Regions from separate parts of the Zea mays genome. Here all the other regions are linked to region 4. The links are chromatin contacts, called in public Hi-C maps. All regions are on one chromosome and are shown on one strand. The core of a region is the stretch at or near the end of the contact, and the rest is flanking DNA. Distances in the headings are between cores, read along the strand shown. Region 1 holds the start of LOC100273022. Region 2 holds the start of LOC103648238. Region 3 holds the start of LOC103648229. Region 4 holds the start of LOC100279776.

The links. Hi-C and Micro-C count contacts between places; a contact is called where the count stands out from the background.
Region 1: a Hi-C map of bundle sheath shows a contact between it and region 4, with 3 times the contacts expected there. The contact joins the promoter of LOC100273022 here to the promoter of LOC100279776 in region 4. A contact is called at or near these places in 6 of 25 Hi-C or Micro-C datasets (bundle sheath, ear, leaf and 1 more) and 1 of 3 datasets of contacts at active chromatin or transcription factors (leaf).
Region 2: a contact with region 4 is called in a Hi-C map of ear, with 5 times the contacts expected there. The contact joins the promoter of LOC103648238 here to the promoter of LOC100279776 in region 4. A contact is called at or near these places in 2 of 25 Hi-C or Micro-C datasets (ear and tassel).
Region 3: a contact with region 4 is called in a Hi-C map of ear, with 2.6 times the contacts expected there. The contact joins the promoter of LOC103648229 here to the promoter of LOC100279776 in region 4. A contact is called at or near these places in 2 of 25 Hi-C or Micro-C datasets (ear and leaf mesophyll).

Annotation. Positions count from the first base shown.
Region 1 is chr2:239,106,636-239,109,534 of Zm-B73-REFERENCE-NAM-5.0, reverse strand. LOC100273022 reads left to right here and starts at 1,454. Exons shown (of 1, transcript NM_001367776.1): 1 at 1,454-2,899. The coding sequence starts at 1,461.
Region 2 is chr2:239,087,926-239,090,625 of Zm-B73-REFERENCE-NAM-5.0, reverse strand. It overlaps LOC103648238, which reads right to left and starts at 1,368. Exons shown (of 2, transcript XM_008672729.4): 1 at 329-1,368; 2 at 1-201. The coding sequence starts at 1,174.
Region 3 is chr2:238,748,156-238,750,931 of Zm-B73-REFERENCE-NAM-5.0, reverse strand. It overlaps LOC103648229, which reads left to right and starts at 1,405. Exons shown (of 8, transcript XM_008672720.4): 1 at 1,405-1,625; 2 at 1,930-2,104; 3 at 2,342-2,603; 4 at 2,758-2,776. The coding sequence starts at 1,934. It also overlaps the pseudogene LOC103648230.
Region 4 is chr2:238,955,566-238,958,265 of Zm-B73-REFERENCE-NAM-5.0, reverse strand. It overlaps LOC100279776, which reads left to right and starts at 1,379. Exons shown (of 21, transcript NM_001152734.1): 1 at 1,379-2,052. The coding sequence starts at 1,405.

The sequences.
Region 1 (2,899 bases), core at 205-2,704, 150 kb before region 4:
GTCGAGCTCGGACAGGAAATCGAGACCGCGGACTTAGACGGCCCAGCCCCGGTTTTCTAATCGTGTCTGGCAGGTCGTGCCCAAAATGAGCCGGACTTCATCGGACAGGGCCGGACGGTCCGTTTGGCCATCTCTAGTTCTAGGACATGAATAAGAGGACTGGATTAGTTTCCATTCAGACCTCTGCTGATATGAAGTTATGTATGTTGGGGACTTTTTCTCAAATGCTTCGAATTAAGAACAAGGCAACATAAAATGTTAAATGTTAATGACCTTCGTCCATTGAAGCATTATCTCCCCAGGGACACAATGCACTTTGGACGAAGGTCATGAGCAATAATCAGAATTGTAAGATAATAAGAGATGTAATATAAAATATACAACATGAAGGAATAATATGTCAAAACACATAAACTTATTTATATATTTTATTATATAAATTCAAATATCAAAAATATAACATTTAATTACATTTATACTTTCGTCTTGGCAGAAGGCAATAATCCAGGTGACGCGTGCAAGTGATTACAAGATTACGTGAACAGTACAAGGGGAAAGAGGTTGATGGAATTACACCATCACATGTTAAGTGTTAACTACATATATACCTGTTTAAGTGTTAGCTACATATAACTACAATATCCATTCCCTGACATATATACATATAAGGCTAAATTCTTCCTACCCATACCGCACTATGCAACCACCTCACCAAGCTGGTTTCATACCCTACTTTTTTTATCTCTCGCAACGGTTCCTTCTAAATACACCCCATGTATCTCACTATAAACATAAAATATCATTTTCTTTTCCTACTTTCCACCCATTACTATTTTTTTTATCTATTCTGATAAATACTCACGTGTACGTAAAACGAGGAGTGGCTGCCGGTACCCTGTGCAGGTCTTCCGACAGTGGTCAGCTGGTCAAGTGGCGTCCACGTCTTATTATTAGACTGGAAGAAGGGACACGGTTTCGTCTCTCGTTGGGAGTGGGACCAAGCTCGCTCAAAAGCTCATCTCAACCAACATGGTGCCAGGAGATGTGACAAGCGGTCAACAATGGCTGCCCTGGTCTTGCTCCATTGTTTTTTCCCCACTTGATGAGGCGAGAAGGAATCTCGATCGATCGATCGCGTGTGTGAACGATTGACCTGGATCGTGACCAGCGCAGCACGCGTTCACATTGCTTATGATTGGTTTAGTGCGTCCGCACGTCCAATCCATACGAGCCCACCTATTTCTGGCTTATATGCCGATTTTTGAATAACTTATTTTACATCAACTCATGCGGCCAATATATACAATTAAACATATGCTAAGTTAAAGTTAAAGCACGCGATAATTTAGGATAGACTGATGCGGGTAACCACTAACCAATGACATGGATTATTACTAGTCCCTTCTTATATATCATCCCCTCGGACCCCTCCCCTTCTCATAACGGCAGGGCATGCATGCATGCGTGCACAGAGACACCCACATCTCTCGTTCACCATGCCTGCTTCACCCTACAGCTACACACTACTGGTCGGGCTTTTCCTCGTCTCCCTGCTGCTGCACAGCCCCAGGCCGTGCTCTTGTGCGAATTACCACACTCTCGCGGCGGGCCAGGCGCTCGCTGTCGGCGACACCCTCGTCTCCAGGAACGGCAAGTTCGCGCTCGGCTTCTTCCCGTCCGGCACCACCACCACACCCGCCGCCAGTAAGTCCTCCTCCTCCTCTGACAACAACAGCAACACCACCGCCGTCTCCAACTGGTACCTAGGCATCTGGTTCAACAAGATCCCAGTCTTCACTCCGGTCTGGATTGCTAACCGGGATGACCCGTTCACCGACCCAGACGCAGACCCCAATAATAAGCTCCTCCCCAAACGGACTCTGCAAATCTCTAGAGACGGGAACCTTGTAGTAGTCCAGGAGGACAACAACGCTCCTCAAAGAACTGAAACCCTAGTCGTTTGGTCCACCACCACCACCAGCAGCAACACCACCAGCACCAACACCAACAACACCAGCACCAACACCACCAACACCGTCGCCGAGCTCACCCACAATGGCAACCTGGTGGTGCGCGACGCCTCGGCCTCGGACGCGTCCAAGGTCCGGTGGCAGAGCTTCGACTACCCAACAGACGTGTACCTCCCGGGATCCAAGCTGGGCAGGAACAAGGTGACGGGGTTGAACCGCGTCTTCGTGTCGAGGAAGAACAGGGCGAACCCGGCCCGCGGCTCCTACTGCGTCGGGGTGGACTCACGGTTCTCCCAGGGGATCATACTCAGCCAGTGCTCCTCTTCCGTCGTGTACTGGGCGTCGGGCACATTCTCACTGTCGGACGTGGATCCCAGCGACAGCGGCTTCATCAGCTACAACCAGATCGACAACGCCCAGGAGCAGTACTACATCTACACCATACCCAACGACACCCTCTCCGTGTACACCGCCGTGGAGACCTCTGGCCAGATCAAGGGGCGCGTGTGGGTGGAGAGCAGCCACGCCTGGCGAGACTTCTACACCCAGCCCATGAATCCCTGCAGCGTCCACGCTGCCTGTGGACCTTTCACTGTCTGCACCACCACCGGCGGCGGCGACAACAACGCGAACATGTCCTGCGATTGCATGGAGGGATTCTCTATCAGGTCGCCCAGTGAATGGGACCTCGACGATCGAGCGGGAGGGTGCACGAGGAACAACCAACTCGATTGCGCCACGGACAGGTTCTTGCCCGTGCCTGGCGTTCAGTTGGCCTACGACCCCGTGCCCATGAAAGCAACTGACGCTGATGGATGTGGCCAGGCTTGTGCCACTGATTGCTCTTGCACTGCTTACTCATATGCTAGCACTACTGGTGGTGGTGGTGGTGGGTGCTCTATCTGGCGTGGAGAATTGCTTAACACCGC
Region 2 (2,700 bases), core at 119-2,618, 130 kb before region 4:
AGGACCGAGCACCGCGCCGCCGTAGCCGTCGTCGTCGTCGACCAGCATCAGGTCGTGCTGCAGCCAGGCCGTGATCCAGCCCAGGTAGATCATCTCCTCCATGCCGGCCGCCCACCGGTCCCGCAGCGCCTCCAGCCCGTCCACCAGGTCCCTGCCGCTCGACAGGTTCCGCAGGCTCCTCTCCACCGCCACCTCCACGTTCTGCAATGCGCACTCGGGAAAGTGAAAGCACACAGCACGTAGAATACTTCCGTCAAACCCATCGTCCGAAGATCGCAGTTCTAATCACTGATCAAACATGAAACAAGATGGTTAGGATTACGAGTACCTCATTGTTCGCTCCCTTCTGCTCCACAAGCTGCAACGTGAGCTGCTTCATCTCACCCATGGCCCGCTCGAACTCCTCGCACCGTCTCGCCATCTGGGCTTGCTTCGCGTCAAGGGCCGCGATTTTCTCGCCGACGACAGCGTCCGAACCTCGCTCGCTTCTCTTCGACACCTTCTTCAGCTTGCCTTGCAGCCTGTCGAGCCTGCCTCTCATGGCCGCGAACTCTCCAGCGGCCGCGCGGATCTCCGCTGCCGCGGCTTCCAGCCGCTGGTTGTGGGACTCCAGCAGCTCCAGCTTCATGCCCAGGCACATGATCTGCATCTTCTGGTACGCCGACTCCTGCTCCTTCACGTCGCAGTACTCGTGGAACTGCGCCTCGATGGCGGTAGCCCTGTCTTCGAGGGCCGACACCGTGAGCTTCAGGCTTGCGATCTCGTCCGCCTCCATTATTCCCTGGTCGTCCTGGACCTGTTTCTTGGCTGCGGCTTCTCGTGGACCCTCGGTGGCGGCCTCGACCACCATGATTTCTTCGGCGTTGGAAGCCTGCCTTGCAAGCTCACTCATCAGGAGTCTACCGGCAGCGCTGCAGGCACTCTCTGTTCTCGCTAACTTTTGCTGTGCGCCGCGAGTTGGTTTTGGTTCCATCTCTTCTTCCTCTTCTCCACAGATTGAACCGGACGATTGTTCCAATTGGAATGAACTATCAGATGAGCCCGTATGGCTACTGTGGCTGCTTGCCCTGTTTGTTATGAGGTCACAGATAAAAGCACCAGCCAGGGGAAAAGCTAAGGGAAACACTATCTTCAGAAGAAGATTCCTGATGCTCTCTGCATTCTTGCTTTCCATTGAAAAGATTTCATCATTCCTCCAGTCTCACTGGAATAACCTTTTGACTACTATATGTATGCCAACCCAGAGTTGTTCCTAGCTACATTGCTTTGCCTTCAGGGCTAAACCATGCCAAGTTTGCTCAAGTATTTATCCATCCATAGATAACATTGGTCCCTGGTCAGGAACAAGCAAAGGTTTCTTGGGAACAAGCAAATGTATAGGCTAGGGTTATTCCATACCATTTGACCTTACTTCAAATAAATATAGCCCCCAGAGATAAAGGCTAGCAGCTCGAGTTTTAAACAATCTAGATATCATCTTTATCTTTCAGAGCAAGATTGGTATTGTTCCATTTCTTGATTAAGAGAAGAAAGCATAAACTTTGCATGCAGGAGATGCAAAGGCTTATTACCTCGTTTAAACATTGCCCAGGATCATCTTCTGGGCATCATGGAACCTTTTCTAACAGCCAAGGCTTCCTTCTTCGCGGTCATTATTGATAGCAGACAAGCATAGTGACAGAAAAGGTGAAAAGAGGCAAGCTTCAGAAAGTAGACTTTATGTGCAAAATCCTCTTTTCTGATAGACTCAATGAAGTTCGTAGTGTTTAATTTCTTTAATTTATTAAGTTATAAATTTTACGTGGTTATAATATTTAGACTTTATGTGGTATAAATATGTGGGTCGGGCATGTGCTGGCACGGTCCAATAAAAACCGACGTGTTTTAGGGCTAAGCTGGACCAACACGGCTAGAAATTTTTAGTCCTTCTCGATCAAAAACTATTTAGTCCGCAATGTGCCCGAGCTATGTGACTCGGCCCAATTCCTACACTAACGAGCATGCAACTCCTTGCGTGGTGGTGCATGCGCGCATAAGCCTTGAGGTATCGTCTATCCATCCTTCGGCGAGAAAGAATAAAATGGCTTTGCGCCTCATTTTCGGTCTATATAAATCATTCAGTAAACTTCATTCTTTGTACGAAAAGCCACGATGATCAAATGGCATCGGTCTCTTCACTACTTTGGGTCTTATTTTTTATACCGACTATGAGTTGTTCATGTTTTGCTATGGTTGTTATTTATTATACAAATAGATATTGAGATATATATTTAAATATAATTATTTTTTATATCTAAACATTAAGTTACGTGTGGTCTGACGATTAGCTCCAAATTTCTAAAGTAGGGGCGTGGGTTTGAGTACCCGCTCTGCACTATTTGTTACGCGGTGTGACAGCTGCGTGGGCGGGTGAGGTGCTGGCCAGACGCAGCGCGAGCGTGAGGCCCACAGAGCACGGCGTCGAGGCAAGTTGCGTGAGGCGAAAGAACCAGTCGGGGGCACGTGGGGCGGTCCTAGACTGTCAGCGTGAAGGGTGAAGTCGTGGTAACACCAGACGTCTATATTAGGTACTTAATAGAGTAACCATATGGAGATCAAAATAAAAAGGACTATCTCCAACGAGTTTTTTTTGAAATTTCTACTGTAGGAGGTTCCTACAATATTCATTTTATCACTTTCTTATGAATATTTTACATATTA
Region 3 (2,776 bases), core at 156-2,655, 210 kb after region 4:
CAGTTTATCGTCTATACACCCATTTTCTAGTAACTCATCATTATGCCACTTTGGAAAGACTGTAGGACTATGTAGATGATGCCAGAAACTCACCACGAAAGCACCAAAGTCTTACTAACTTTCCCCTAGACCCAACTATTCTGTCGATTGTGTGCAACTTGATTAAACTAGGGCTTCAAACAGGGCGGAGCAGAGCACATGTAATCTCGACCCCCTGCCTCGTCAGCACAAAGCACACGTTGAGAACTACTTCGTTGACGTTGATCCAGAGGCGTGAGCTAAACTCATTCAACTCACAAGTCCTCCTCCCATGTCGGCGACGTCCTATTCCAATCGCGCTCCTCAGCGCGCACACACGATGTGGCAACCTCACCGCGACGCTCACGCTCTCTGATGCCATGCCTAGTTGCAACTTTAACTCATCGCCGCGCTCTGTCTCTTCCGCTGCTGGCTCGCGCTCTCTGTGACATGCTCCTGGAAGGCCACCCACTTGTGAGTTGAATGAGTTTAGTTTTAGTGACTAGATATTAGCATTGTGATGTGAGTTTAGTTTTTAGGGGAATTTCTTTTTTCAGCCGTCCCTAATATGATGTTTCGGAGAATATTTTTTTTAGGAAGCTCTTGGGTCTGCTCTTAGACCTTGGTGGACTTGGCATCCCAAATATGCAATTAATGGAATGGGCCTTGCAGATAAGATGACTTTGGCTATAGAAAACATCTAGTATTCGTCCACCAGTCGTTTCTCAGGTCTGAGCAATATTTCAGGCTGGACCGACAGATGTAAGTGGGGTGAGCAGCGGGTTTTAAGCCCAAGTAGAGGAAAGGCTTTCTCTTTTTTTCCCTTTTTGTTTTCTTATTTCTGATTCCTTTTCCAATTCAAAATACTAATTCGATTCTGTTTGAATTTCAAATTCCAACTTGAATGCTCAAACAAAAAATACATGCATGTATGCAAATATTTTGAACATATTTATTAATTGTTTTATTGTTTTGTTAGGCAAATGTTTAAATATCTTAAAAGGTGAGGAATCGGTGTTTAAGAGATATTTTAAATTATAAATCTTTTGAAGAAACATGTACATCACTTTTATTTAATAGGGTGCATGCTCCACAAGTAGAACATAGACTTAAGATAAATCTTTAAATACCATATTGCAAAAGTGGTCTAGTTTTGTTCATAAAAATCTTAGTAACATAAATATGGATTCAGTTTATTGATTAAATCTTTTAATTATACGATATAAAAGAGGGACAATTGTGCGAGTGCCTCTGTTTTGAAATATAACGCAAATCTGGTTGCAGTTGTGAATATGGTTGTAGGTGGACTATTCGATCCGAATCCGATGTGCCCTGAGATAAAAAGGTGGAAGAATAAAAGAAAGAATAAAGCCAAATATACGTGGGTAAGTTTGTCAGATACCAGTTTAACTACTAGCGCTCGCAGTACCAGCGCTTTCCGCGTCCCAAATTACTCCTCAACAAGTTAAAAGGCACTCACACTACCATCGCTTTCCGCGTCCGCCGTTTTAACAATCGCATTGTCAGATCTACTTCGATCTCACTTCTGGTTAACTGAGGGCGTTCCTCGATCGGATCTCCTGCTCCGGCTCCGGCTCCTGCTCCAGGTACGGTCGGTGCTGCTACATTTGGATCTTGCTGCTGCTCCGTATCATCGCCGCGTACGTTGCTTGCACTGGGCTTACCTTCTGGATGAAAACCTCCTCCCATCATAAGCTCTCTGATTGCTACCTTATGACGAGGTGCTGAATGAATTAAAGGGAGCTAGGCGTCCTATAATTTGCTCATTTTGCTTGTATGTATGTATCCTGTTTTCTAATCTGGTGTATCATACACCTTGTAATGCAAAGTGTACATGTTTTTTTTTATTTGTTGCTCACGCTGAAAGGGGTCGGGTTTTATTTGTACCAGCTGAATGGATAACATGCTAGGCGACTTGTACAAGCCAGATGACGGCGACGACTTCTACAGCAAAAAATACCGCGACGAGCTAGAGAATGTGTCATTCCAACTATTAGAAGAAATTACAGATGGTTTCTCTGAGAGTCGAGAGCTCGGCCGAGGATCCTTTGGAGTGGTTTACAGGGTAAGTATGATTTTATTGGCATGCATGATCAGTTTCAATAAACGAAGTTATGTACGGTCTGACCAACACACTGGGCTGCTTCCAATCATACGCATACACATGATCTTACCGCACTGCCATAAATATAGTATCTGCATTTTTCTGGTTTTTTCAGTTATCAAAATGATAAGTAGTCACTACATACATAGAAAAGTGGAAGTTAATGTTTGTTTAGTACTGACAACATATCCTCAACAGGGATTGACTAAAAATGGTGATTACGTTGCTGTGAAGAAGCTTCATGCTAATGTCACTGATCTTAACCATAAGCAGTTTCAAAATGAGTTATATAACCTTGCAAAACTTAAGCATGAAAACATTGTACGGATTTATGGCTATTGCTATGAAATTAAGAAAACATTTATGGAGCACGATAGAAGAAAAATTCTTGTCGAAGAGCCGCGTATAGCGCTCTGCCTTGAGTATTTACACAATGGAAGCCTTCAAGATCATATTTCGGGTATGCTTCTGGGCCATCTTAACTGAGTTGTTGAAGGAAATTGATCTCTCTCTCTCTCTCTCTCTCTCTCTCTCTCTCTCTCTTTCTTTTTCTCTCTGTCTGTCTGTGTCTGTATGTGTATTTTATTAATAATCCATTTGTAATACTACTGCAGATGAGTTTTCTGGTCTTGA
Region 4 (2,700 bases), core at 130-2,629:
TCCGCCCACGAAAATCTCGCAATCAGTTGAGATTTTATAGCGATCGGTTAGGATAAGCGTAACAGCCAAGAAACCAAAAAATCAAACGGCAAAAGGTAGCCGCGCCCCCGCAAGGCGAGGGGCCGGATTTCGGCGGACCATTCACGCGCATGTCGTGCGCCCGCGCCCTTCGCCCCGCCCCGCCCCGCCCCGGCCCGGCCCGGCCCGGCCAGGCGAGCGAGCGCGCGCGCGCGTGTGGCTCTCCACACTCTCTCCTCTCATCCATGACTTGGTGAGTGAGTGTGGCTTCCATATTTAAGTTAGCTCTACTCCATAAGAGCTAGCAATATGGTGCTATTGGTTCCACCTATCCCTTTGCCATCCACTTATATGGGCTTTTGAGATTTTCCTGTGATTTATTAGAAATTCTTAATTGGGCCAAGCCCATAAATCCTAACATTATTGACGAAAAACCGACGGTAAACCGCCCCAAAGTGTCGATTTTCCATGAAAATGAACCGGTTTTCGCTGTTTTTTACAGAAAATGGAAAATTTTGACAATATTTATTTGTAATTTACTCAATTCACATTGCACAGTAAATATTAATTGATCCACACGACATGTGTTTACCAAAATAACATATAGCATGCATATGCAACAAACAACCAGCAATACTTAAATACTAGTTCTTTTATAGTTCTTCAACGACATATAGGTTGACTTGTTTCACAATACTCATGTATTCAACACGAGTCATAGTGATAGTATTCAGGTATGTTGGAAGAATCGTGATATGGTCTCTCATCCCACCCCCTTGCACCACTCCCCTTACAGCATATGATCCAACTGTTTCATTGGCCCATTCTTGCACTTCATCTGTGTCTCCTTGTTCGTGTACAAGTGATATAAACAACATGCTAGAAAGATGAGTGTCACTATTAGGTGAATCTTTGTCCAATGTCGAAGGTGTATTGGAACTAAACTAGCACTTAAACTGGACAAAAAATAGCATCTAACAGTAAATAATCTTCACATATACCATATAATAGTAAACAAACTAATACGACTAAACTGAACACTAAATGACTAAACCGAAACTAAATCTTAACATCAAATCCGGTTTCCCCAAAAAAAATGTGGTTACCAGTTCAAAATGACGGTTCACATATATCCGTTTTTTATCAATTATTTTTAATTGTTTTGAATTTAGGACGAATTTTGAAGAAAAAAACCGTTGGTTAAACTGACCGGTTTCCCCACCAAATGCTCAGGCCGGAAGACTTCAGCGTACCACCGGTCTTCTGCTTGCCCACCTTGGCTATAAAAGCTGCCCGCAGCGTGCGGGTGCTATTCAGTTTCTTCGCTCTTCATTTCGCCTTCCACGGTTCTTTCCACCTAGCAAAACCCCAAGCCTCCTTCCTACGATGGCCTCTCGTGGGCGCGGTGGTGGCGGAGGGAAAGGCCCTAGCGGTGGGCGGGGCGGTGAAGGCAGGGGGCGGGGGATCCGTGGCGGGGGAGGTTACCATCACGGCGACGATGGAGGCGGCGAACGCGGAGGCAGAGGCGACCCGGGCCGAGGGCGCGGGGTCGGCGGTCGTGGCCGCGGTCCCGGAGGCCGAGGTGTCGACGACCACCAGCAGCAGCCGCCGCCGCTCGGGAACACAGAGGGCGGAGGCCAGGGCCGCGGCGGCATGGCGGTAGCGGTACCGCCAGCCCGCCCCGCCGCGCCCTGTCCTCTAGCGCCGGACGCCGCTGCCCCGGCATTTCCCGCAGCAGCGGCCTCGTCTTCTGCGCAAGCGCCTCGAGCCCCCACCGAGGCGGCTGGAGCTGCCTTGGCGGATGGCATGGGGAAGTTGGCCGTGGCGGACGACCGGCCCGCTGCTCCTCCCGTGCCCGCAGGTAAACCCGTCGCGCAAGGTCCCGCGCACCAGCCCCAGGAGGCTCCGCCACTCTCGAGGAAGAGGATCGTGCCGCCGCCCCGCCCCGGTTTAGGCACGTCTGGGAGAAAGCTGGCGGTTCGCGCGAACCACTTCTTTGTCGAGGTGTCCGTGAACGACATCTTCCATTACGACGTGAGCTCCACCCGCACACACTCCTTCTTGAACTTGGTTCTGCGCTTCGCAGCGTCGCTTTGCAGCGTCCGATTTCTCTCGGTTGATATTGTTTTGATCTTTGTACACGATAGTTTTCGATTCTTTCTGTACAGTCATGTGCCGGGATGTCGGGGGTGATATTCACCGGGCTGCGGCTTCCTTTCTTTTCGAAAACGTTCTATTTCAGGGCTTTAGCCGCGCTGTAATTTTGGAAAAGTTACATTTCCTGTCATCGAGCAAATGTCTACAGCATGATTGTGCCGTACTTGCTGCCTTCTTGTTCTGTATGCGCGTCGGCAAGAGCGATCAAGGTCTTTAGCACTCTTGCATTTTGGTGGTTGCACGGTGGATTCTTTGTGTTTCTTGGTGCTGGGAGGGTTCTTTGTGTTTCTTATCAAACAAAAAGAAGAAATATATTAAAGCCAGCTGTTGGGACCGTTGATCCATAGAGACAAAACAAAAGCAGTAGAAGCGAGTACGTATTAAAACCAAACGAATAGGCTGAATTTATTTACCAGGTAACTTGAACCCTCCTATAGATGGCCAATAAGCACGAGGCCTGTGAGACTGGCACGAAGCCCGTTGTTTGGGCCCGGTACGAGCCTGGTACGACCCGGTTCTATGCGG